7 separate regions of the Mus musculus genome follow, and all the other regions are linked to region 5. The links are chromatin contacts, called in public Hi-C, HiCAR-type, HiChIP or PLAC-seq and promoter capture Hi-C maps. All regions are on one chromosome and are shown on one strand. Each heading gives the region's core, a stretch centred on a gene start, on an enhancer-like site or on the middle of the called end of the contact. The rest is flanking DNA. Distances are from core to core; before and after follow the strand shown. Region 1 holds the start of Frmd6 (FERM domain containing 6). Region 2 overlaps Frmd6 (FERM domain containing 6). Region 3 overlaps Gm32664 (a long non-coding RNA gene). Region 4 holds the start of Actr10 (ARP10 actin-related protein 10). Region 5 holds the start of Tmx1 (thioredoxin-related transmembrane protein 1). Region 6 holds the start of Sav1 (salvador family WW domain containing 1). Region 7 overlaps Frmd6 (FERM domain containing 6).

Evidence for each region. Promoter capture Hi-C pulls out the DNA fragments that hold promoters and counts their contacts. Hi-C and Micro-C count contacts between places; a contact is called where the count stands out from the background. HiCAR-type assays count read pairs that join an accessible place to other places. HiChIP or PLAC-seq counts read pairs in DNA pulled down with a chosen protein or histone mark. Capture Hi-C pulls out chosen DNA fragments and counts their contacts.
Region 1: a contact with region 5 is called in a promoter capture Hi-C map of liver, with 7 times the contacts expected there. The contact joins the promoter of Frmd6 here to the promoter of Tmx1 in region 5. A contact is called at or near these places in 22 of 39 promoter capture datasets (the 3T3-L1 cell line, 3T3-L1-derived adipocytes, the C10 cell line and 13 more), 12 of 484 Hi-C or Micro-C datasets (B cells, CD4 T cells, CD8 T cells and 6 more), 13 of 115 datasets of contacts at active chromatin or transcription factors (the 230-238 cell line, DN3 thymocytes, Th17 cells and 8 more) and 4 of 9 other capture datasets (adipose tissue, liver, macrophages and 1 more).
Region 2: a contact with region 5 is called in an H3K27ac HiChIP or PLAC-seq map of acute myeloid leukemia, with 9 times the contacts expected there. The contact joins the enhancer-like site here to the promoter of Tmx1 in region 5. A contact is called at or near these places in 18 of 39 promoter capture datasets (the 3T3-L1 cell line, 3T3-L1-derived adipocytes, the C10 cell line and 12 more), 1 of 15 datasets of contacts at CTCF or cohesin (the NIH/3T3 cell line), 2 of 484 Hi-C or Micro-C datasets (bone marrow-derived macrophages and embryonic stem cells), 16 of 115 datasets of contacts at active chromatin or transcription factors (T-cell acute lymphoblastic leukemia, acute myeloid leukemia, craniofacial prominence and 13 more) and 2 of 9 other capture datasets (adipose tissue and macrophages).
Region 3: a contact with region 5 is called in a Hi-C map of muscle stem cells, with 2.1 times the contacts expected there. The contact joins the enhancer-like site here to the promoter of Tmx1 in region 5. A contact is called at or near these places in 15 of 39 promoter capture datasets (3T3-L1-derived adipocytes, the C10 cell line, the HPC-7 cell line and 10 more), 3 of 15 datasets of contacts at CTCF or cohesin (the NIH/3T3 cell line, embryonic stem cells and large pre-B cells), 7 of 484 Hi-C or Micro-C datasets (CD4 T cells, bone marrow-derived macrophages, cortical neurons and 3 more), 23 of 115 datasets of contacts at active chromatin or transcription factors (the 230-238 cell line, T-cell acute lymphoblastic leukemia, craniofacial prominence and 16 more) and 5 of 9 other capture datasets (adipose tissue, embryonic stem cells, liver and 2 more).
Region 4: a contact with region 5 is called in a promoter capture Hi-C map of adipose tissue. The contact joins the promoter of Actr10 here to the promoter of Tmx1 in region 5. A contact is called at or near these places in 25 of 39 promoter capture datasets (the 3T3-L1 cell line, 3T3-L1-derived adipocytes, the C10 cell line and 17 more), 1 of 15 datasets of contacts at CTCF or cohesin (the NIH/3T3 cell line), 2 of 484 Hi-C or Micro-C datasets (B cells and bone marrow-derived macrophages), 21 of 115 datasets of contacts at active chromatin or transcription factors (the 230-238 cell line, the SCID.adh cell line, acute myeloid leukemia and 17 more) and 5 of 9 other capture datasets (adipose tissue, embryonic stem cells, liver and 2 more).
Region 6: a contact with region 5 is called in a HiCAR-type map of astrocytes, with 2.7 times the contacts expected there. The contact joins the promoter of Sav1 here to the promoter of Tmx1 in region 5. A contact is called at or near these places in 7 of 39 promoter capture datasets (cranial neural crest, embryonic stem cells, erythroid cells and 3 more), 1 of 484 Hi-C or Micro-C datasets (the G1E-ER4 cell line) and 1 of 115 datasets of contacts at active chromatin or transcription factors (astrocytes).
Region 7: a promoter capture Hi-C map of cranial neural crest shows a contact between it and region 5. The contact joins the enhancer-like site here to the promoter of Tmx1 in region 5. A contact is called at or near these places in 11 of 39 promoter capture datasets (the 3T3-L1 cell line, the C10 cell line, cranial neural crest and 6 more), 1 of 15 datasets of contacts at CTCF or cohesin (the NIH/3T3 cell line), 1 of 484 Hi-C or Micro-C datasets (bone marrow-derived macrophages), 2 of 115 datasets of contacts at active chromatin or transcription factors (acute myeloid leukemia and large pre-B cells) and 1 of 9 other capture datasets (adipose tissue).

Annotation. Positions count from the first base shown.
Region 1 is chr12:70,823,857-70,827,130 of GRCm38.p6, forward strand. Frmd6 (FERM domain containing 6) reads left to right here and starts at 1,658. Exons shown (of 14, transcript NM_028127.3): 1 at 1,658-1,717.
Region 2 is chr12:70,889,023-70,892,070 of GRCm38.p6, forward strand. Frmd6 (FERM domain containing 6) reads left to right here. Exons shown (of 14, transcript NM_028127.3): 10 at 910-1,084. Among named protein-coding and RNA genes, the nearest start is that of Gm32664, 13 kb to the right of the region's middle. Within about 2 kb of position 1,554, at least 51 of the 459 cell types and tissues checked have an H3K27ac peak or open chromatin away from gene starts, as enhancers often do. A contact at or near this core is called in the NIH/3T3 cell line, embryonic fibroblasts, extraembryonic endoderm stem cells and 1 more, where this site is marked.
Region 3 is chr12:70,905,253-70,908,685 of GRCm38.p6, forward strand. It overlaps Gm32664 (a long non-coding RNA gene), which reads left to right. Exons shown (of 4, transcript XR_381658.4): 2 at 3,223-3,346. Among named protein-coding and RNA genes, the nearest start is that of Gm32664, 3.6 kb to the left of the region's middle. Within about 2 kb of position 1,834, at least 31 of the 459 cell types and tissues checked have an H3K27ac peak or open chromatin away from gene starts, as enhancers often do. A contact at or near this core is called in muscle stem cells, where this site is marked.
Region 4 is chr12:70,936,367-70,939,863 of GRCm38.p6, forward strand. It overlaps Actr10 (ARP10 actin-related protein 10), which reads left to right and starts at 1,491. Exons shown (of 13, transcript NM_019785.2): 1 at 1,491-1,665. The coding sequence starts at 1,589.
Region 5 is chr12:70,451,617-70,455,151 of GRCm38.p6, forward strand. Tmx1 (thioredoxin-related transmembrane protein 1) reads left to right here and starts at 1,538. Exons shown (of 8, transcript NM_028339.1): 1 at 1,538-1,704. The coding sequence starts at 1,553.
Region 6 is chr12:69,985,664-69,988,833 of GRCm38.p6, forward strand. It overlaps Sav1 (salvador family WW domain containing 1), which reads right to left and starts at 1,339. Exons shown (of 5, transcript NM_022028.2): 1 at 1,011-1,339. The coding sequence starts at 1,104.
Region 7 is chr12:70,872,383-70,875,462 of GRCm38.p6, forward strand. Frmd6 (FERM domain containing 6) reads left to right here. Exons shown (of 14, transcript NM_028127.3): 3 at 109-199. Among named protein-coding and RNA genes, the nearest start is that of Gm32664, 29 kb to the right of the region's middle. Within about 2 kb of position 1,274, at least 17 of the 459 cell types and tissues checked have an H3K27ac peak or open chromatin away from gene starts, as enhancers often do.

The DNA.
Region 1 (3,274 bases), core at 408-2,907, 370 kb after region 5:
ATAGTTGTTTTGGAGTCTTTTGTTTGTTTTGTTTTGTTTCCAAGACAAGGTTTCTCTGTGTAGTCCTGGCTGTCCTGGAACTCACTCTGTAGACCAGGCTGGCCTCAAACTCAGAGATCCACCTGCCCATCTCTGCCTCCTGTGGGTTGGGATTAAAGGTCTGCGCCACCATGGCCCACCAGGCTGGCTGGCTAGTTTTTATGTCAATTTGACACAAGCTAGATTATTTGGGAAGAGGGAACTTCAACTCTTGAGACCTGCCCCCAACCACACTGGCCTTTGGTGAATTTTCTAATTGATGATTGATGTCAAAGGGCCCAGCTCACATGGAAGGGAGAGGGGCTACAGTCCCTGGCTTGGTGGTCCTACATACATAAAGAAGCAAGCTGAGCCTGGCCGGTAAGAAACACTTTTCCACGGCCATGCCGGGTTTCTGCATTGAGTTCTTGTCTTGATTTCCCTCAGCGACGCAGTGTGACTTGAGAGCTGTGTGCAGAAATAAACGCTTTGGTTTGGTTTGGTGTTTAATCACAGCAATCAGCTATTTCAAATACAGCTTCTATGGGGTATCAAGTGTTCTTCCTCAGGTGTCTGCACCTACATGAAAAAGCTAGAATCTCAGATTCTCCTCACTGGAGCAGCACCATCCACAAAACACTTAGAAGCTTGTAACTGTGGGTGGCAGTGCCCCCACCACACACACACACTTAAGCTGCTAGACACCTAAGCAGGTCCAGATAGGTGCAGCACAAACAAGTGGACTTCGCTTCTTTACCCGACTACCAAAAGGAGCAAAGAACCCTCCATTCCTCTTGGGATCTTTGGGGTTATTGAAATCTTCTAGGGCTGTCTTTTGCACTGCTCACAGCCAAGCCGGCAACCTTCACCAAGGGTACACATCATTTTGAGGGCCACAGGCAGCGGCTGTTTCAACCTGGGGAGACAGACTGAGCGGGGGCGGATGGGCTTAGGCGGCACTCACAGCCCACATGCAGGATAAAAACCGTGAGGTCGAAGTGGGCGCCTGACGGGAGGGGGATAGAGGAATCACGAAATCTCCTCTTCTCGCAGGGGCCGCCCCAGTTCAGATTTATTAAGCCGCAGCTCACGTAAAACAACCACCCCCAGGTAACCCGTCTAGGCCTGTGAGGGAGAGGCTAGGGACTAGGGTGTGCGGGAGGATGGGGGGGGGGGGGGCATGAGCGGAGAAGGGGACCATTCCGAAGGAGGGGAGGGCGGACAGTCTATTACCCTCGCACCGAAGCCTCTGTCCCTTTGGGAAAGGCATGCAAAGCATATCTCACTCTATATAACCCACTTGAGCCCGACTCGGTTATCCGATGTCACCCGCGTCCCCTGGTCCCTGGGTCTCTTCACCCCTCCGCAGGACTCTTGGTTGGGTCCGGGGCGGAGCGGGGCGGGGCGGGGGGGGGCAGCGCTCCACGTGCAGCCGCGATCACCCCAGCTCTCTGCTTCTTCCGCTGCTCGGTCTCCGCCTTCAATTTGGGGCGGGGCGGGGCCTCGAGCAGGGAGGGCGTGTCTCGGGCGGGCCGTGGGCGTGAACTCGAGGGGGCGGAGCGGAAGGCGTGGGCGGGGGGCGGGGCAGCTGCAGCGTTGGTCTGGCGGCAGCAGGAGTGCTGGGAGCTGCGAGTAGGCTCGGCGCCGCTGGAGCAGACGCCGGTTGTGAGTCGGAAGCCTGGCGCTGTCGACTTTGGAGGTACGCGCGGGAGCGGGCGCCGGCCTGCTGGCCCCCTTTCTGGGACGGCGCGCCCTGGCCGCCGCTGTGCCCCCTGCTGGTCTAAAGTGCGATTCCCGGCTTTGCCGCTCTCGGCGTCTTTCTTCTTTCTCACGGGGCTCTGGGCGTCGGGCACCGGGCGGGCAGGTCGCCTCTCCGCGAGTTGGAGCTCGCCCACGCCGGGGCGGGAGGCCCGGGGCCCCCGGGCAGCCTCGGCCGCGAGGGAAGCGCGGAGCTAGGGGGCTGGGCTCTGCGTTCCTGCGCCCCGATCTCCGAGACTCTGGCTCGAGGGGTGCCTGCCTGTAGCGCCCCGTCCGTAACTAGCTGGGACGAGCCGTGAGTCCCGCGTACCCGAGCGATGTGCGGTATTGCCTGTTGTGCGCGCAGGCCGGACAGCCCACTTCGGGAAGGCACCCCAGCGCGTCTGTCCGGTATCCCCGCCAGTGCCTAGTGTGGGAAACCCTGAAGGGGGCCTTGGGGACACACGAGTCCCGGGTGCGGCCTGCAGAATTTTGGTTTCTGGAGGAACTTAACACGACCAGGTAAAGGAGACCACTAGCCTCCCCTCCGGGAAAGCGGGGATGTGGACAGCTCGGGGCCACCCAAGTGAAGTCTACAGGATTTAAACAACACTTGGAGTTCTAGAATGGCTTAGCCTGATGGTGGAGCGCTTTCTTAAAGGCAGGAATGGATGGAAAGCTGTCAAAGCAAGCACATTTAAAGTTGAGATAAAAGCTGGAACAATTTTCAGACCGTACAGTTGTGTGGCTAGTGTCGGAAGAAATTCTGGCTCAGTGGCCCCCTTACACCTTTGGGGGATTTGTTTATTTATTTATATAAGCGGCCAGTCTGTTTTGCTAGCATTGCACCCCGGGAGCTGTGTAGTGCCCACTGCGAGGAAGGAAAACTTGTGCAAGGATTCTCGGCGCGTTTGAACGTGGAAGGGAAAGCGTACCTTGCCAGATTTTCCACGCATGATTCCCCCCTTTCTTTGGACCGAGTGGTGTTTGTTTACCGGTCTTCGAAGCATCCACCTACATTTAGTTTTTGCACGAAATACCCACTGTTGCCACAGTGTGTAGTTTGGGGATTAGAGAATGCTTTTGGAGAAAACTGCTAGTGGCTTCATTTTCCAAGAATGTAAGTCATTTCCTTTCTGTGGTTTCAGGGAGTTGATATTTCACAGCATCAAAAACTCTGTGGGGAAAATTTTCCGTAATACATCTGTCATTTAAAAGGCCTGTGACTTTTGAGTTTTCTTAAGAACAGAGCATAAATTTAGGCCCGACTTTGTTGAAAGGACAAAAAGAGTTTTTGTTTGTTTGTTTTCTCTTATCCCGAATCTAGAGCATTGAGAGTGCTGTAGAAAGTTGTAACAGCCAAGACCTACAAATGGCTTGCAGGATGGAGAGTGGGGGAGGGGAAGAGAGCAGAATGGAGCAGGAAAACAGATGCCTTTTGCTTCGGTCCTTTGTAGTAAAACTTCTAGCACCTAATCATTTTCCTTGGGTGTGGTTTTGAGAAATTATAGTTTTACGT
Region 2 (3,048 bases), core at 304-2,803, 440 kb after region 5:
CCAGGCCATGGTGGCGCACACCTTTAATCCTAGCACTTGGGAGGCAGAAGCAGATCTCTTGAGTTCGAAGTCAACCTGGTCTGCAGAGTGAGTTCCAGGACAGCCAGGGCTACACAGAGAAACCCTGGCTCAAACAAAACAAACAAACAAACAAAAAACTGAAACTTGTGACCCAGTTTGCCCTCTTCATGGCCCAGAATCAGTAGTGATGTTAAGACTCTCTAGGGCACCGTGATCATCGACTCCTGAAACTCACACCACATCACTCTTAGTTAAGATTTTGTTGAAGATGACAGATCTCTCAGCCTCATTCCTTTCCTCAAGGGATTTTTGATCCTGAGATTCTAGCCTGGAGAGAGGAATCCATTTTGACCAGTTTCCCAGTGCAGTCTACATGTGTGACCTTGAGCTAGTGACTCGGTTTCTCTCATTCATTCTTGGACCGTTATAGCAAGCTTTTCACTGTAGATGTCTTGTGAGGATTAAATGAATTGATGCCTGCTTAGTGCTCAGATATTGCCGTCCCAGCATTGGGGTCCAATAAATTGAAGAACCAATGCTTTAAAAGAAAACGCACAGTCTATTTGTGAACTACAGTCCACTGGTGCTTGGCCTCAGCTCCATTTCTTATTTGCTACATTCAGGTGTTAGGATTGCTTCTGGAGGGAGGGGTCTCCTATGCTAGGACAAAGACGATGAACACGCCCAACCCAACCCACCCTCCAGGTTTCCCAGAAACCCAGAGTTGGTGTCCCATGTCCTTTGACGGCTCTGATGAGGAAACATGTCCCTCAGAGGATGGTCAGTTGAGCTTCACACGTCTATAAGAATCTTACTTTAAATATAAAGGGGAATTTGGCAGTTTGTAAAGTTTTCTGCCACAGTCTGATTAGCATGTTTCCTCCACAGGGCAAGAAGTTTGAGATTTTGCCAGATGGCCTTCCCTCCGCCAGGAAGCTGGTCTACTACACAGGGTGTCCCACGCGCTCCCGGCATCTCCTGCAGCTCCTGAGCAACAGCCACCGCCTCTACATGAACCTGCAGCCCGTCCTGCGCCACCTCCGCAAGCAGGAGGAGAATGAAGGTGAGACAGTCATGGTCATGGCGGCATGAGTCCCAGTCCCTCATGGGGAAAGCAAAGGGTGGCTTGCCTCAGCTGGCCTCTCTTTATGAGATAGAATTTCTCTGTGTAGCCCTGGCTGTCTCGGAACTCTCGATGCAGACCAGGCCTGCCTCTGCCTCCTGAGTGCTGGGATTAAAGGTGTGAAGTACGGTGCCCAGCTGCCTCTGCTGGCCTCTTTCTCTACCTGCCAGGAATAGGAAAATTTTAAGAACCTCCAGAATGGGATTTTTAGAGACATGGACCAGAACTTGAGAGCCAAGTTGCATTGAGTTTGCAGTCCTGTAGGGATGACCGAGCAGCTCCTCCACCTCATGTGTTTAGAGTTTCTAGCCCCTGACTTGAAAAGCTTGCAATGGGCTAGGGTGGAAGCCTTCTGTACCCGAGTGCTGAGTGTTCCTGTCTGCAGCTGTCTGCAGGAAGTTGTAATCCCTTCCAGTGTGACGCTTTCCTTAGCCCCAAGTGAGAGTGAACATAGACCACAGCTTCTCTGATTGACAGCAGGGAGACCCTCAAGCTGACCCTATAATAATAACAATGGAGAAGGCCTTTTCCATCCAAGGACTTTGCCCAAGCCCCTGTCAAGGCTTTGAGGAGATGTGCTGGACCTGAAGACGATCTTTGAGGTCCTAGCGCTGTTCCTGAGAAGGGGCAAGCTGTGCTGTGGGAGGAAGGAGCCCATGTTGGGGGCCTGTGGCTGCTGACGAGTTTAGCAGTTTCTGTCTTGGTCATCAGTTATGGCGCCCTGGGCCTCCTCCACTTAGTCAACACCAGCTTCTCATCCCCAAAGGCCTTGTCACATATTTGCTTAGAATTGCTTTCAGTTTGTTCCGCAAAAATCCCATTGTGGTCATTGTCACAGTAATCAGATTAGAGATGGAATGTCTGCCTGGGCCCTGGGACACAGTGACTCCTGCTTTAGGACTCTATATGAAACAAGTGCTGACCAATGCTCCCATGGAGAGCAGGGGCTGTCCTCCCTCTAAAGAAGACGTGACGTGCATCTGATCAACTTTTCTAAAGCCAGACATGGCCAGATGTGTGTGAAGAATCCCTGACTGTACAGTGATGAGAAGGCGAGTCACCCACTCCCTGCCGTCTGCACTGTGACTCTTCTGTGGCAGGAGCTAGTAGCACTGTGAGGTGTAGTGGCTTCTACCGCAGACTGCCCGTTTTTCCCAGATTGACTCACCTCTGGGCTGACATGAACACTAAGAGGAATCCAGACAAATGTACCAAGAGGGAGCCTGTGAGACAGATGAGCCAACTGGGTACAGAGCCCATGGTTGTTTTCCAAATGTAGCTCATTGCTAAGTGGCTACCATGGCACCTTAAAAGGTTCATCTGTCCCATCAGCTCTCAACCCAAAGCATTTAGTAATGCAGATGACCTTAAGGGGAGCCCTTGAGAGTCTGATCTTCCCTGCAGAGATAAGGTAAAAGTTGAGAAAGATGCTGAGGTCTTGGAGGCCAGGGCATCATCCCTTTAGCGTATTGGGAGCTTAAGTGAGCAAATGTCTGTTCACTCTGCCACCATAACAGAACACCCCAGGCTGCTGATGCATAGAGAATGTCTGGCAGGGACTTCCTGATGCATCATCCGAAGGGCAAGGAGCAGGCACAGGAGAGTCTAGGAGGCCTCTCCCACGGCGGCGGCAGCAACAGTGCTGTTCCTGACAGAGCTCCCACAGCCTAGTCACCTCTGAACAGCCCCACATCTCACTCTGACACAGCACTAATGAAGTTTTAGCCTGAGTTTGAGGGGGCATTCAGAGCACAGTAGGGGTGGAGGAGTGATAACGGTGTAAACTGCAGTGCTTATTTGGTGAGTTTAAATAAATGATAGAGACAGGATTCTTACAAAGAAAATATGTTTGTTTGTTTGTTCATTTGTTTTACTTAGAGGTATCTTCAGATCTGAAGAAACTG
Region 3 (3,433 bases), core at 584-3,083, 450 kb after region 5:
GGAATTTTGGTTTCATAGAAAACATAGAAATATTGTAAGAATATGGTTTTGTTTTAATCCCAGGTGTGGAATATGGGGCTGCTTCAGACTGTCCATAGCAGCTATGATTTGCCTCGTGCAAAAACAATGTATTATGAAGTTTATAAATGTATATGAAAAAAAAAGTCTGACCATAAAGCATAAAGACCAAGAGATGAAAATATAAAATCAAAAGAAGTAGAAATTTGTTTCTTATAAAAAGCCAAAAAATGAATAGAACTACATACCTCTATAAGTATAGCATGAATGCAGCCTAGACAACATAGAAGCAAAGGAGTATGGATCTGTTCCAAATAAAGAGATAGTTATACACATACAGAGAGAGAGAGAGAGAGAAAGAGAGAGAGAACAAGCTGGTTTTGGCTCCCAGGCTATCTATGATGGAAAATATTGATTGTCAGCCTGAAAAAGTGCCTAGATTATAATAAGGTGTCCCCCAACCCCAAGTATATCTGTAAGAACATTTCAGAGAAGATTAATTAGTGGGCAAAGAACTGGACTGGATGTGGGGTGTACCATCCCATGGGCTGAGGCACAAAGAGATTAAGAAGAAGAAAGTGAGAGCTGGAAAGATGGCTCAGAGGTTAAGAGCACTGACTGATCTTCCTGAATGTCCTGAGCTCAATTCCCAGCAACCGCATAGTGGCTCTCAACCATCTGTAATGGGATCTAATGCCCTCTTCTGGTATGTCTGAAGACAGCTACAGTGTACTCATATGCATAAAATAAATAAATATTTTTTTACTTCAGCCTTTTAAAAAAACTTTTTATTACATATTTTCTTATTTACATTTCAAATGTTATCCCCTTTCCTATTTTCCCCTCCGAAAACCCCCTATCCTCTCCCCCATCCCCCTGCTCACCAACCCACCCACTCCCACTTCCTGGCCCTGGCACTCCCCTATACCGAGGCATAGAACCTTCACAGGACCAAGGGCCTCTCCTCCCACTGATGACCGACTAGGCCATCCTCTTAAATAAATCTTTAAAAGAAAAGGAAAAAAGTGGAGACAGGCCTTCTCTGTGTGCATCCTGGCTGCTGTAAAGAGATCTGTTCGGTTGATACCCCTGACACCTCTGAGACAGTGAGCTAACACAGATATTCTACACTAGCATGGTGCAGAGACACGACATGGTTATCAGTGTGAGCTTACCCGTTAGGTGCATTGCAAATGAGCGTGAAGGACATTGAGCAAGGGTCTGAGTAAATTTGAAGAGACCAGCGAATGACAGAAAAAGACCTTTGCTGTTTTCTTCTAAACTACATATTCTTCTCAGGAAATTAGTATTTTAGAGAAACATCATAGGCCGGATGGGTGATTTAGTAAGCACGGGTGTTTGCAGCCAAGCCTGATACCCAGGTTTGAGCCCCAGAAAACGCATGATATCCTCCCACACATTGTCCTCTGACCTTCACATACACACACATACCACATGCACACCTCCATTAAATAGATGTGAATTTTAAAAATTAAACTAAATGAATCGGGGAGTAAATGCCTTTTAGAGAAAACTCTATCATCAATATTGTTGGGGGTAGAATGTATTTCACGCAGAAGACTAGAGAAGGTTGTCACACAGAGAAGAGAGAGCTTTACAGTACAGAGCTAAGTGAATGTTCCAGGGAAGAGTTGAGAGAGAACGGGAGTCCTCCCCGGAAAGCAGTAGCAAAAGGTCAAGAGGACAACAGGAAGAGAAAGAAAAGGCGAGGGTGCCGACATCCAGGACCTGCAGACATGGAAAACCAGCTGGTGCTCATGGGCCAGATGGAAAGAGAAGGCTTGCAAGAAATGACTCAGAGGGAAGACAGGCATGTCCAAACAAGGAAGAAAAAAAAAAAATGCAGGGAACGCCCGAAAACCAGTTCAAGGCAGATCATCAGGGAATTTTCAAAAACCGAGAAAGTCTCATAAACGTGGTTGTTTCTTAAAGAACGATACAGGAGGTTTATAGTTCTGTGAAGAATGAAAGAGCTGGTGATACAAATTCACACTGAGCAAACCAAAGAGCAGCAAACTGAGGACACCTGGTCAGGTAGCACTGTCTGCTCCCTACCGGAGCAGAAACCAGTGCCTGGGGGAGGGTGTGTGTAAAGGTGCCTGGGAGAGTCTCACCTTTGCTTTTAGAAAGCTGCTAATGGCCTAACGTGAAGGAAGAAGCGTTTAGAAAGCAGAATGCCTTTGAGAAGTATGGACATAAATCCTCCTCTGAAACCACACTGTGGGTTGAAATCATTGCTGTGTGGAAATGGTGCCTAGTAGTGTCTTTGACTCTTAACTTATGCAAATGTACCGCTTGGATACAATGTTTTTGTTGTTGTTGTTTCTTTTTTTTTTTTTTTTTTTTCTTTTTTTAAAGAGATCAAATTTATTTCACTCACTAACTACTGAACTGCTCTTAGTGGCTTCGCTTTCCTGGAAAGGGTGGCGTTGATGGGGTGGTGACATGGCTTCTGTCCGGCAAGTATTGCTGTGTTTGGGTAGAAAAGATAGGACGGATGCATAGCCCAGTGGGCTGCAGCTCCTCCAGAGGCCCAAAGACGCTTCCTGGCAGTGAACTCGGACTATTCAGCGAGGTGCTGGGATATTAATGAAAAGCCTGGAGGGGCCACATGGGAGTTGTTAGTAGGAAGGTGCCAGAAGGTAAGGCGGCTCCCTTTTCTGGGCAGGCAGGGGAGCGTGGCGCTGATGCCCTTGAGAGCGATCTGGTTTGAGTTTCCTCACTGAGAACAGCCAACAGATGGGTGTCTGGTAACCCAGCGCCCCTGTTAAGAGGATCCAAGTCAATTGTTCCACCTGGCACTGGGGCCGGCTCTGCCTCCAGTTTCAGCTTCAAGCCTCTTGGGGGCTAAGGACAAAAAGTGGAAGCTGAGACTGTATTCAGAGGGAGGGGCTGTAGACACAGAGGGTGCGGTGCCTGGAGTTGAGGGAAAGGATATCTCACCAGAAATCTGTGAACCAGCCCACCCTAGATCAAGGGCTAGGAAATCTAAAGGAGGCTCTGAAGCTACATCGGGAGCTTTTCTAAGAGCCAATCAGAACCTGGAGGAGTGCTGCCAAGGACCATGAAACCCATCCAGCCTTCAACTCCTCTCAGACTCCTGTTGGTACTAAACATACACACCCGAGCCACAGCCCCAAGCAGCCATCTCTGAGTTCTTTATCTTCTTCTTCTGTCCCCAAGTTCAGATGCAAAGGGAACTGTCTGCACCCAGGAGCCTGGGATGAATGTTGAAACTCTGCCTTTTAAACTGGGGACCTGACCACCTCTGTCTGTGATGTATTGGTGCCACAGGAGCCCACGGAAGGTGAGGGCGTGGCTCCCAGGTAGGGGGCGGAGCTCCCCAGTAGGGGCGGGGCTATTTGGTAGGGACTCTCCTATAGGTCATTGCCAT
Region 4 (3,497 bases), core at 241-2,740, 480 kb after region 5:
ACACACACACACACACACACACACACACACACACCAGCTTGTGTGTGTCTGTTTATGAATATCATGGTTGGGTAAGACTGGTTTCCCTTCTTTGAAAGCTTGTATGGAGCCTTCTGGTACCATGAAAGCTAGTTCTCAGGGAGGAGGCTTTCTGGTTAGAACCTCTGGGTCCTCTGTCTAAAGTGCATGGTGTCTTAGCAACAACGACTTATCCTCAACCTCTGCAATGCAACTAAGAGCAACAGCAAAGCTTGTTTGGGGAGTTTCTTGGACATCTCTGACAAACTGCTCAAACAGCATCTCCTTGCCCAGTGCTGGGATTTTTGTTAGATGACTGTGAGAAAATGTCTCTTTTGCAGACTGTCTGGACAGTTTTTTCAGTTGGGTCAACATTCTTTGCTTCCAGCCAGCAAGAGAAATAAATCAGGGTTTTTTTTGTTTGTTTGTTTTTTTAATGTACTCTTAAATCTTTCTTTTTAAAAAATACTCCACAAGAGGTTCCATTCAAACATCTGAGATTATTAAGGAATATATTTGTTTTGTGTTCATTCTTTTTTTCTTTCTGCTAAAATAACCACGATATTCTCCTTATTAAATTTTTATTTATTTGTTCTCGATTTCATGTATATGCTTTGATCATATCTTTGCATCTTGCCACCATGACACCTGGTTTCTCCTCTTCTAGAAATCCAATCAATCTCCCCAGCAACAGGCAAGAACTGCTGTCTTAGTAACTATTCTATTTCTGGGAAGAGACAACATGACTAAGACAACTCTTATAAAAGGAATCGTCAATCGGGGACCTGCTTACAGTTTTAGTTAATGATGGGGGGGTGGGGTGGCGGGCAGGCATGGCAATGAAGCAGTAGCTGAGAGCTTTACATCTTAATTGCCAGGCAACAAGGGTCCGGGGTGGGGGTTGGGGGCAGAGGAGGCAGGGAGGAGAGAGCTGCGCCTAGTGTGGGCTTTTTAAACCCCAAAGTCCACTCCCAGTGACACACCTCCTCCAAGGTCAAATCTCCATATCCTTCCAAAACTGTTCCAGTCCTCGGTGACTAAGCATTCAAACAGATGAGCCTAGGCGCGCGGGGGGGGGGGGGGGGGGGGCGTTCGCATGTAAACCACCACAAATACTGCTGTAATTAAGGAGCATTTCCGCCTTCCCAATCCAAGTTTTGAATTTAGATCTTAGGATCCTTTTCTAGAACTGCTTCGGGGAGAGTGAAAGCCAATCTCTTCTGAGCAGACTCTATCTTGTGTGTTCATTGCGGCGACTAAATGTCATGATAAACGACCAACACAGAACTGGAGAATGAGAAAGCGATCTCAAGTTCCTGCCTCCCCTCCTAAGCCGCTAAAAATCCTTACTACGCCGCGCAGGCGCCCCCGGCCGCTGAGCGAGAGGACCCGGGAGGCTCCGCCCCTCTAAGGTGTCCGGCGCGCCTGACCGCCTCGGCCTCCGCGACGTCAGGCCTCTCCTTGGCCAGCCCGGGTCCTCGGCTTTGTGAGGACCCCGCCCCGCCCCCGCGCTGAGGCAGCCCCCCCGCCGGGCGGACCACTTCACCCTCTCTACGTCGGTCTCTCAAAGATGCCGCTCTACGAGGGCCTTGGGAGCGGCGGCGAGAAGACAGCAGTCGTGATCGACCTAGGAGAAGCTTTCACCAAGTGAGTGGCCATGGGCGGCTGTGGGCCCGAGGGACGTGCCGGTGGTCCCGGACTGGCAACCGTCTTTAGGCCCGCTGGGCACCCGGGACCTTCCCCCGGCGATCCCGCGAATGCTAGCTCACATCGTTGCCTTAAGGCAAAGCTCAGTCCACACTCAGTGATGAATGTGTTGTCAGGGAGGACTCTCTTGGGCAATGCGAACCTGTAGGATCTGGTGGCCTGAGTGGGATCTGGACTCCTAGAGAAGCCCAGGAAGCTCGGGGAACGGTGTCCCCCACCCCACCCCCGTCTAAGGTGATCAGGGGCCATCACTTTAACTTTTGACAGCGATGACCCAGATTGTGCTTGCCTCTGGCTGGGTCAGATTGGAAGGAAACCATCGAATTGTAACGCTTGCTGACTCTTTCCACCATAAAACATTTATGGGATGGAGCCCCATTGGTTCTGGAAATAGATTGTTCTCCAGGAGTGTAGGAAATCAGCTATGGAGCCCTGGCACATGAAGACAGGAAGCCGCATAGAAATGAGACGGGAAATTGTTGGTTACCTTATAATACTCTTAGACCCACATTTTGCACTTTAAAAAAGCAGTTTGTAAGCACGGGAGTAGTGGTCCTCGAAGTGGCAGTCAAAGGTAGAGATAGCAAAACACAAATTCACAAGCCTTGGAACATCTGGACAGTATGAGAGGATGCTGGACGGTTTTAAGTTCTTTGGACCATCCATTTAAGAGTCCTTGTATTGGACTCAAGAACAACACAGAATTACATGACATATATGTATATATAAAGTGATGTTGTGTATGAAATACATATTAGGCTCCAGAAAGCTGAGAGTTCCATCATATATACATATTATGTGTTTGAGGTGAAGTTATATATGAAACAGATGTGTGGATTATTTTTGCATATTTTAAACACTTCCTAACCTGTAATAGATGTTAAGCAACTATTAAATAAATGGTCATAAGAACAGACTTAAAAATTGGTCCTTAGAAGCTACAGAATTGGATTAAACATAGTTCTTGATTATCCTCTCCTTCTCTGACTCTCCCATATTCATCTTACTTTTTTAAAAAACATTAATATAATAAGTAGAGATTACTACCTGAAAATAATTATTGTGGCTATACATTGAAAATATAAATTATTATATAGGGATGTGATTGAAGACAGAAGGACATAAAAGTTTTCAAAGGCAGAACTTAAGCTACATCATTACAAAGTCCTTGAGGACTTTGAGGAGCACTGAATATAAGTAACATTGAAGTGAAAATGGAGAGAGATGTCTAGGCACAGGGGAACAGTGCCCAGGCGGGGGAAGAAAAAAAAAAAAGGTGTGATTTCCAATATGGTCATTTTAGCAACCTTTTTTCCAGCACAAAAGAAATGTGGCACTGACTACTAATTTTTCTCTTTTTCTTTTTCTTTTCTTTTCTCTTTTTGTTTTTTTTTTCTTTTTGAAATAGTGTCCAGTGTGGCCCAAGCTGCCCCAAACTTCTAGTCCTAGTGCCTCTGCCCTCCTGAGTGCTGGCATTGTTCATGTGCCTACTGTGCTTGGCTTAAACCAAGACCCACAAGTTGTCTTCTCCCCTTCCTATGTGCACTGTGTCATTCACGCACCCATGCACATAAACACAGGAAATAAATACTAATAAAACCAGTGTCCATGTCCTAGTGTGAGTGTAGGCTTGTTTGAGTTCATCATATATGAAATGATTATAATTGTCAGATTCTCATAGTTTAAGAAGATAGTCTTGGGGCTGGAGAGCCAGCTCAGTGGGTAAGAGCACTTGCTACTCTTCAGAGAACCTGGGTTCAGTTCCCAGCACC
Region 5 (3,535 bases), core at 288-2,787:
TTTTCTTAGCCCAGGCCATTCTGGTGACAACTCTACTGTAGATGGGTGTGACCATGAACACGGGGCTCCATCTCCTCTCCGTTCCCAACCTAGAGACAGAGCATCTCATCAGGAAGGGAAGGTCACTGGCATCTTAATCCCTTCCAAGTGCAGGTCACAAGGACATGACATGCACAGTGAAAGCGCTGGGTACAGCAGACTGAGAAATCTCCAGACACCCCCTCAACCTTTTTGTTCAAGTGATAAAGACTATACACCACTAGAAGTCCAGAAAAGTAGATCCTGCTGGTCTACACTGCACCTAGAATAATGACTGAGGCTGCTTGTGCCCAGGAGAGTCAGTTCTGAACTCTCCCCAAAGAAATGACTTTATTAAATAAGAGTATGGAGAAACGGTCAGGCCTAAAGTCACTCCAAAAAAATAAAAAAAGTTTTCCTTAAGTAAGAACAAGATGCCAGTGCATAAGCCACTTAGTTCACCAGAGAGACCTAAGAAAAGAGACAGTGAAGAATCATCCTGGGCTTAAAATAAATTTCAACCACTGACCTCAAAACCATCTGCCAAAATGTATTAGGCTGTGGAACAATGTATGCTCTGAGAATTAAAACAAAACAAAAACAAGTTATCGGTGAGCACTTCATGTAATATTACAGCTGGAAATAAGTGAGGCAAACACATCCCAAAAAGTGATATGGAATGAGCCCTGCTAAAACCACTATCGCCCAGATGACCCACCCAGGGCTGTAATCTCTGAGAAACAGACTTCACTAGAATTGCCTTGCCAACTCACTAAACAATCAAACAACAAGAGGAACAGAAGATGGAGAGCCACAAGGGGAATCAACATCTAGAATTACAGACCCTAAAACCCTAGTTTCCAAGAAGAGATTTTTGAGTTGTGCAAAGACAGGAAAATATAACCCATATACAGGAAAGCAAAGAACAGGCAATAAAAACTACCTCGGAGAGCCAGGGGGTGACAAAGCCTCATTACGAATGTGTTAGAGGAAATTCGGGGACTCATGCTTAAAGAGTTAAAATAAGTCAGTCAACAGGGACAACACAAGATTCAATTAGTAAAGTAGCCAGGACAAAAAGTAGATGCCTGTTTGCCTAGGGCCAGGGTAAAGGGGCTGGTGACCTCCTCCTACATTCGTCTAACTGGTGATATTTTGAAAGGGGAAAGTTCCTGAGAAAACTGTCATAGTGACCTTACTAGGCACTGGTGGGCACGACAGGGTCACTCATCTCTAGAGCATCACCCTGATCCCTCCGCCTACCGCCCCTTCTAGGGCTTTTCGAGGGACCACAGCCGGCAAGCGCCTCTTCAGTCGTGAGCTCCGAGATAGACGCATTTCCCGCTTTCCCTCTCCATCTCCCGCAGGAGGAACAGGGCCCGGACATGCGCACTGAGTTGCTGGCGGGGAGTGGGTGGGGCTCGCGCGCCTGGCTGGCTCCTTGTGCGCATGAGCGGAGCGGCCGCCAGAGCGGAAGTGGAGCTGCGGCGGGGAGGTGGAGCGGGAACGCGCTGAGGCTGGGTGAGCGGCTGACATGGCGCACTTGGGGCGTCTTATGGTTCCCCTGGCAGCTCTGGTCCTGCTGCTCTGGGCGGTCCCTGGGGCCCACGGACGGCGGAATAACGTGCGCGTCCTCACCGATGAGAACTGGACGTCGTTGCTGGAAGGAGAGTGGATGATAGAATTGTGAGTGCGGGGCGCTTGTCTGGGTGGCGGTGGCCTCCGCCGCCCCGTCCCTCAAGCTGGACACCTGACCAGCCCATCTTCCTCGGCCAGGTCTTGAGGTCCCAGCCTTTGCCGCCCCCAGCTCCAGGGTCATTTCCTAACCGGGAATATTACTTTTCTATCTAAGCGTGCACTGAGCCTCGTCGTTGCTAAGCACTGTGGTGCGATTAAAGGATTACGAGCTACATCGAATTCTCTGGAACAGACTAGCGGATTTGAGGGTGGGATTGGGTTGCGATGGAGGTCTTGGCTGTTTCTATAGACTTTTAGTGATCTTTTGTAGACATCCAGACTTTAAGTCTCCAAATTTTTACAAAAGTTGATATTGAACAAAATCTTGCTTTTAACCTGTCATTCGGAAATTGCTATGTTTATTCGGAAATTGGTATTTGTAATGCCTGAATTTTGAGCTCTTTATTTATTTTTATTTTGTGAGTTAGTTTTTTTAAATTGTAAATGCCAAATAAATGGGAATATATTAAAATCTTTATTTTCTTTTTTTTTCTTCTTGCCTACATTCATTTCTTTTGATATGAACCTCATTTTTCCTTGACCGGTGCGTTTGCAATTTAGAGAATGGCTTGAATTGTGATTTACAGGCCTGCGAATGGTATTGCACATGCATTAGTATGATTATTGATAGGCCCTTTAAATACTCCAGTTCATCATTTACTATTCAAACAAAATCACTTATCTTGTGTGATAATTCTACTTCAACAGTGTCCGCCGTCCTGCTGCTGTAGGAAATAAACTACCTTTGGCCTTTGTCTTAGATGATAAATTAGTGGAATGGTTAATTGACAGTGTTCCTGATACGGCATTATTGATGTGGCGAAAGCACCACCATTGAATGGTCATTGTTTACTGACACTACCCAGTATCTTTACATATGTTTTGGGGTGGGTAATTATTCTACATAATTCCTTATAGTAGATAACCACTCCCATCCCCTGCTTTACCGATTGGCCTGTTCAGATGCTGTCATAGTAGCTTTGTTGGGCTTCAAGAGTAAATATATGCAAGCGTTGTTAGCAACCCTTAAGCAAGATTCTGGTGTTTGCCTATGTTGTGATTGTGTTTAGGGCTGTACACTAAGGAAGAGGTGGAAGTGAACATCCTCAAGAGAGAACCTGGGTGAGGTCCATGATACCTGAGTTGTGAAACAAGAAAAAGGAGATTGCAGTAGGGAAGACGTTTAGTGTACTGACAGTTGGCCGTTCACTGAAGTCAGTTTTCAGGAGAGGAACGCTAACCAGTGCTGTTAGTTTTCAGTCACTGTCATGAATAGGCAGGAGTGACATGATATGTAAAATATAGTCAAATATTACAGAAAGATACCTATAAGCTTTCTTTTGTCACACTGTAAATATCCACAAAGGGTATAAAGGGGACCTACAGTAGCATAATGCTGAGATAAAAACATCCATCTGAAATGACAGGGTCCCATGCTTCCCTTTATCTTTGGCTAAAATTTGGGAGTTTAAAGAAGCTCTTAAGGGCATGGAGGGGTGGTGCTGGAAGGGGTCATCTATCAGGATGTAAAGTAAATAAATAAATAAATAAGGGGAGGAAGCTCTTAAAAAGCATTAGGAAACAATACACTTGATAGTCATAATATTCCTTAGCTACAAATGAGTTCTCTGCAGATTCACTTCTGATGAGCTTTGTTATAGAGCTGCTTCTGTAGTTTTACTGTTAAAGAGTTTGGCTTTGGTATGGAACACTGGTTTTGCTTTCTCTACATGCCTGCTTTAGAAGCTTAATTTTTCTAAAACAGTTCAGAAGTGTTTGA
Region 6 (3,170 bases), core at 89-2,588, 470 kb before region 5:
CTGTAAGGCTGGACACATGGTCACAATGGAAAAATATGCTCTCCACCCCTTTCTGCGGGATCTTGGGCAAATACTAGGAACCCCTGTGAGCAGCTTTCCCAATTACAATATGAGGTAATGCTTAATTTAAGTCACACGGTTACTTCCAGTTTCCAAGAAGGAAACTTACACAAGGGGTCCAGCTCCTAGAATGAGAACCAAAGGATTAGCTCTCTGACTACCCAAGAATTTTAAAAAAGGAGAATCAAGGCGTTCAAGTTAAAAACTCAAATATTTTAAACGGAGAAGAAAAGCTACGTACGGGAGGGGACGGAACATATGTCGGAAAGAGGAATAAAGTTAGGAACTTGCCTGGTATGGCTGAAATTATTCTGAATACTTTGCTTTTTTTAATTTTAGGAGCAAAGCCTAATCCAAATACGTTAATGGCTTGTCTACTCTGGGAAATGAAAAGACTCTGGGTAGTGGCTACAAGTATCAGGTTCTTTGCCTCACAAGTCTGTGTCCCGCTGAAGGACTAAGGAATCCAGTCTCTCTCTCGTGTGTGTGTGTGTGTGTGTGTGTGTGTGTGTGTGTGTGTGTGTGTGTGTGTGTGTGTGTGTGTGTGTGTGTTACTTAGGGCGCTGGTAGTGGCTACAAGTATCAAGTCTCTCGTGTGTGTGTGTGTGTGTGTGTGTGTGTGTGTGTGTGTGTGTGTGTGTTACTTAGGACGCTGGTAGTGGCTACAAGTATCAAGTATCAGGTTCTTTGCCTCACAAGTTTGTGTCCCGCTGCAGGACTAAGGAAGGAATCCACTCTCGCGTGTGTGTGTGCGTGTGCGAGTGCGTGAGCCGACGAGTGGCGCTGCGATGGTCGCAAACGCGGGGCCCGGACGTACCCAGCAGAGAGGTGCCCGGGTCGAAGCACTTTTTCCCCAACACCACGGACAGCCATGCATTTCCCAGAGTCGGTCTTCCAGCACCACCCGAGGCTGCGCCGGGTCCCCACCCGCCACCGCCCACGACACTCACTCCGCAGCAGGGGCGACGTCTCCTTCTTCACGTACTTGCCCTGCACCTCGGCCGGCTTAGACACCTCGTTTTTGGTTTTCTTGCGGGACAGCATCCTCGCGGACGACTCCCGCCGCCGCCCCAGCAGCCTCGCTAGGGCCGCGAGCCTGCCGCCCGCCGCCGCCTCCCGGGCCGCCGCCGCCGCCTTCGCCTCGGGTCTCCGCCGCCCGCGCCCGCCCGCAGGCTCCGCCGCATGTTGGCCGCGCTAAGCGCGCCCGCCGCCGCTCAGTCGCAGGGCAGCTCCTCCCGGGAAGTCAGCCGGCTCAACGACGCCGCCCGAGGCCGCCTTGGGACAGGGCCGCGGCCGCCCACCAGGGCCATGGTCCGCCGCCCGGAGCCGCTACCGCTGCGGCCACCGCCTACGTCCGGTAAACTTTCCCCGCGCCGCTGGGAATGCTGGGAAAGCCGACGCGCACGGGCCGCCCCTCCCCCGCCGGGCGCGGACGCGGCTGCGTGCGGCGACTCGCGACGGGCGGGCGGCTAACGGGCCGGGTGTGGCGACCATCGCGGCCCTCAGTGCGGCTGCGCGGGCCGGCTCCCGCCGCTGGGGAGCTGGAGTCCGGGCGGTCCGGAGCCCGCTGGGCGGCGAGCGGCTCTCGCCTTGGACTTGCCTACCGCCCTGCTTCCCGCAACCGCAGCCGCGTGTCCTGGTTGCTGAGGGAAGGCAGCCCTCGGGTGTGCTGGGACCGCGAGGGCTACACCTAGTAACACAGATGACTCTTCTGGTGACAGCGTGACTACTGTAAAAACTGAGTCTCCGTTTCTTCTGTCCTCTTATTATCTCCCCCAACCCTTGGTAGCCCACCCCCTTTTGTGCCCCCCATCCCCATCCGCGCTTTCGGATTAAAAAAGAAGATGGAGTTTCTACAGCTCCTAAGATAAATTTGACGTTAGTGTATTTATTTCATCATTTTAATATGTATTCTTAATAACCACATGCCTTCTCTTGCAGTTAAGTCTTAGAATTTTGAAGCCTTTGAGCACCAGAGTTCAGAACTGGGAGTTTTCTATCTAATATATCAGATTCTACTTTGTTCTCTTTAACTCGCTCAGGTACACAGAATAACTTGGAGAATAAGATTGGGACTCACTCCTCTTGATCAAAGTAAGGCTTTCATAATGAAGAGAATGTGCTTAAAACACAGAAGCAAAACACCAACCTCAGAACAAGACACCAAACTGCTCTTTTTTTTAGCCATGCACAAAGACATTTAATCAGTTGTCTGTCTCCTGTGTTTTTATGAAATGTTTCCTTGTTAAAGGTCCCTATAATCCTATAACAAATATTTTATTGAGCACCCAGCATCCAAGGTGCTGTTTTAGGTGTCTGGGATATAACAACAAAGGTCCTGCGGTTATGGGGAAGAGAGATCACAAAAAATAAAACTAGTAAGCCATAGTATGTAACAGAGTGAGCGCTGAAGGAAGCATAAACAAGAGAGATCCCACAGCTTGGAAAGGGGGTCGGATAATGAAGCCAGTGAGAAGGCAATGCTGGAATTAGCTTGCTATGGTGCTATCTGGAGTGAGGCCTCAGAAGAGCAAATGCAAGTCACTGCAAGTGGTCGTGTTTCTGGCTCATTGTAGGAATAGGAAGAGGGTCACGTAGCTGGAACTGGAACAGAGAAGAGTAGAGGGAAATGAAGTTCCTTGGTAACTGGCCACCCACCTAGGCCTTTGGAGTAGAGGAGAGACGTATTTAATGCGATCACTTTGGATGCTGTGTGAGAGTAGACTGAATGGGGGAGTGGGGTTTCAAAATAAGGGAGGTGATAAAAAAATATTGCTAGCATGCATATGGATAAAGGCAGCAGGACAAGCGCTAAGTGATTGTAGGCATTTTAGAGTTGCAGCAGGGTTTGCTGACAGATTGATTATGGCATAAGAGTAAAAAAAAAAAAAGCTAGAGAAAGGACCCAAGGAGCTGAAGGGGTTTGCAGCCCATAGCAACAATATGAACTAACCAGTACTCTCAGAGCTCCCAGGGACTAAATCACCAACCAAAGATTACTCATGGTGGGACTCATAGCTCCAGCTGCATATGTAGCAGAGGATGGCCTAGTCGGTCATCAATGGGAGGAGAGGCCCTTGGTCCTGTGAAGTTTCTATGCCCCAGTGTAG
Region 7 (3,080 bases), core at 24-2,523, 420 kb after region 5:
GGTGTCCTGTGAAGGTGTAGATTTACAAAGTTTAAAAAGTGCCTGATTGTGTCAGTGTGGCTGAATTTAAGTAGCTCAAGTGTCTTTCTTTTTCTCTCCCTCCCACAGGTTAAAATTCTGTGTCACCAGTTGCTGGTCCAGGTGTGTGACCTGCTCAGGTTAAAGGACAGTCACCTCTTTGGTCTCAGTGTTATACAAAGTAAGTTTCAGTCCACTCTCTGGTATCTTTAGCCAACTGTCTCCAAGGACATGACATTTTAAAGTCTAAAGCCATCGTGCTACGTGAGCTGTCAAAATACCCATCCACTGATCCCCGTTCCAAGTGTAGTATTTATTTTCCAATGTCAGCTGATGTACTTCTTATGTGATTTGGGATTTTTATTATTGTTGTTACGTTTTAGACTTAGTAATGTCGTTCCTTTTGTTTCATTTTGTTTTAATGAGCCAGGCTTGGTTTTTATTGTTGCTGCTGTTTTCGTGACCACGGAGACCAGCCCTATCTTGGAGGAAAGGAGATGGTTTTTGTCATTTGTCATTACCATCTACAACGCTACAAATGATAATGGCTTGTGACATTACCAAAATTTTGAACATAGTAAAACTGCCTTTCTTCTGTTCAGATTCTCTTGCAATTAAAAGTATGACAGTGATGGATTAATTGAATTTTTTTTTTCTGTTTTTCGTCACGTCCTTTTCTTTTTTCTAGTCAGGCGGTGTGACTGTAAAATGCAGTCATTTTCTTCCACCATTATATTAGGAATTTGCAGGGAAGGATTTCATAGGCACTCCCTGTCTCATGTCCCTTACTTAGCACCAGACCCTTGGGACTTACAGCCATTTGTTAAAAGCTCTCTTATGTCAAAGTATATCTAGAAATTTCTCCGCTTTACTTTTTAAATCTCAGAATATTTTAACATGTCTGCTCATCTTTTTCAAGGAGATTTACTTGTGTTTAATTATACTCTCTACATTTATGTGTATAGTCGTTTTCTCGGATTGTTTTAAATCTAAAGGTTGTGATAGTTTGAGAATCTGGTCGGTGCTGTGAATGTTTATATCTGCCAAGTTAGAAAATATATTGTCAACAGAAAAAGCGGGCTCCCTTTCTTCCAAAATGGGAACTGTGTTCGGTTGCCTTTCTTGGAACATGGAATGAGGAATGCAGACAGCCCTGCATGTCAGCCATTTGCCCTCTGCTTCACTCCTGTAGTAGTCAGTGCAGTGAAAACAGGAAGGCTAACCACCATCTTTGGGTCTAGAAGCGGGAAGCTGCTGCCTAGATTCCAGACGACTCTTGCTGTGCCCTCAAAGGCGTTCTTCCTTCTGCACCTGCAGCCAGACTGTTGATCTCTGTGGTTCAACAAGCCGGTCCAAGAAAACCAGTTCATAGCTTCCTCCAGATTCCAAACAAGAGCTTTTAAGTTGCTCTTTAAAGGAGAGTTTGCAGTGTGGTGAAAGAGCAGTGGAACGGCAGTCAGGTGACCTGGTTCAGATTCTGGTTCTACTGCTGGCTAGCAGTCGTGTCTGAAGGGGTTCAGACATGCCACCAGACTTCCCTCACTGTCAAGACAATGTAATGTGACAGACAGAAGCTGCTGTTGTGCCAGCTTTGCAGGATGGACGTGCATTTCAGAATTTGCATCACAGGTTTTTCGTTCTTAGTGTGGATTTGGATTCCCAGGCAGGTGAGGAGGAAGTATAGAGGGTTCTAGAACACCATGCACATGCAGGTATAGCGTCCCCACTGTCATCCCCAACCTGACACTCTATCGCCCAGAGTCCATCCTTCCCACGTGGCTTCCCTCCTGGTGTTTGTATCCCACGACTTTAGACAGATGTACTGCATGTATCCACCATCGGGGTGTGGAGGATGGCTTTACTGCCTTGAAGCCACTCACACCATTTTAAATTGGTGACTGAAATTGTCACTGTCTGTTCAATAGTTGGAAAGAATGTACTTTGAACATTGGCATTTTTAAGATTCAGTCAATCTAACACTCTTTAAAAATCCATCTAAATAGCAAGAATCACAATGCCATTCTTTCAGTTTTGTATTGAAATAATTTCAAAGTTCCAAGAAGACAATGAGAGTCTCCTTAGGTATTAACACCAACATTTCTTCCTCCATCTGTGATCTACCTTCCTGTTTCCCATCTCTCCACACGTGAGACCAGCAGCATCTTCTACGTAACCACGTGGCAACATTACAATCAGGAAGTCCATGCCCCAGTGCTAAGTAGTCTTTAGTTTTCTCCAGGGGTCCTAGGACTGTCCATCATAGTCACAGATGGTCTGGTTTCAAGTCTTTATTCTTCAGCCACCCCTCAGCCTCCCTTGTGGCCTTGGCTTTTTTTTTTTCCTCCCCCTTTTCTTTTTTTAAGAGAACAGTCAGGTTACTTTGTGGAATGTCCTTTAATTTGGGTTTGGTTTATGTTTCCTTATGGTTAATTCAGGTTATGCGTGATTTGGGTGGGGATATCAGATAAATGATAAAGTGCCATTCTCACTGTACAGTATCATGGGGCACACTAATTATTTATGTCCTTATGGTGATGTTAGTTTTGGCAAAAGTTCCTCCACACACTTTCTGTGATATCCGTGAGCTCGAGTTAACACTTCTGATGACAATCCAGTTCCATGAGATTCAGTCCGCCTCTTCTTTCCATTGCTTATGGCTTCTTTCTTCAACAGTGAGAAACCTGGCTTATTTGCTCGCACATTTAGGAGTATATTATATATAAAGGATATTACAGAGGTACAGAGTAGTCTAGGGCAAAGTTTGGGAAGGGGAACGCAGCTCTTCTGCTCAGTTTGTGTCTACCAGTCTATATGTGTCCAGCTACCCAGAGTTCTCAAGCTAGATAGCTCTGGTCACACTGTCAAGTGACAGACACATAAAGGTAATTTAAGGTGTGCACTGTGCTCACAGACTCCCCGAGACTCTGGCAGCACACGAGGGCTGCACAGGTCGCAGCTAGACAAGGGTCTCAGGCTGAGAGGGGGAAGGAGTGCCCATTCCTAACCCAGACGCTATCTCTAATTAACAACCACTTACAGGAAAGCTTAGTTTTTTTCTAGTG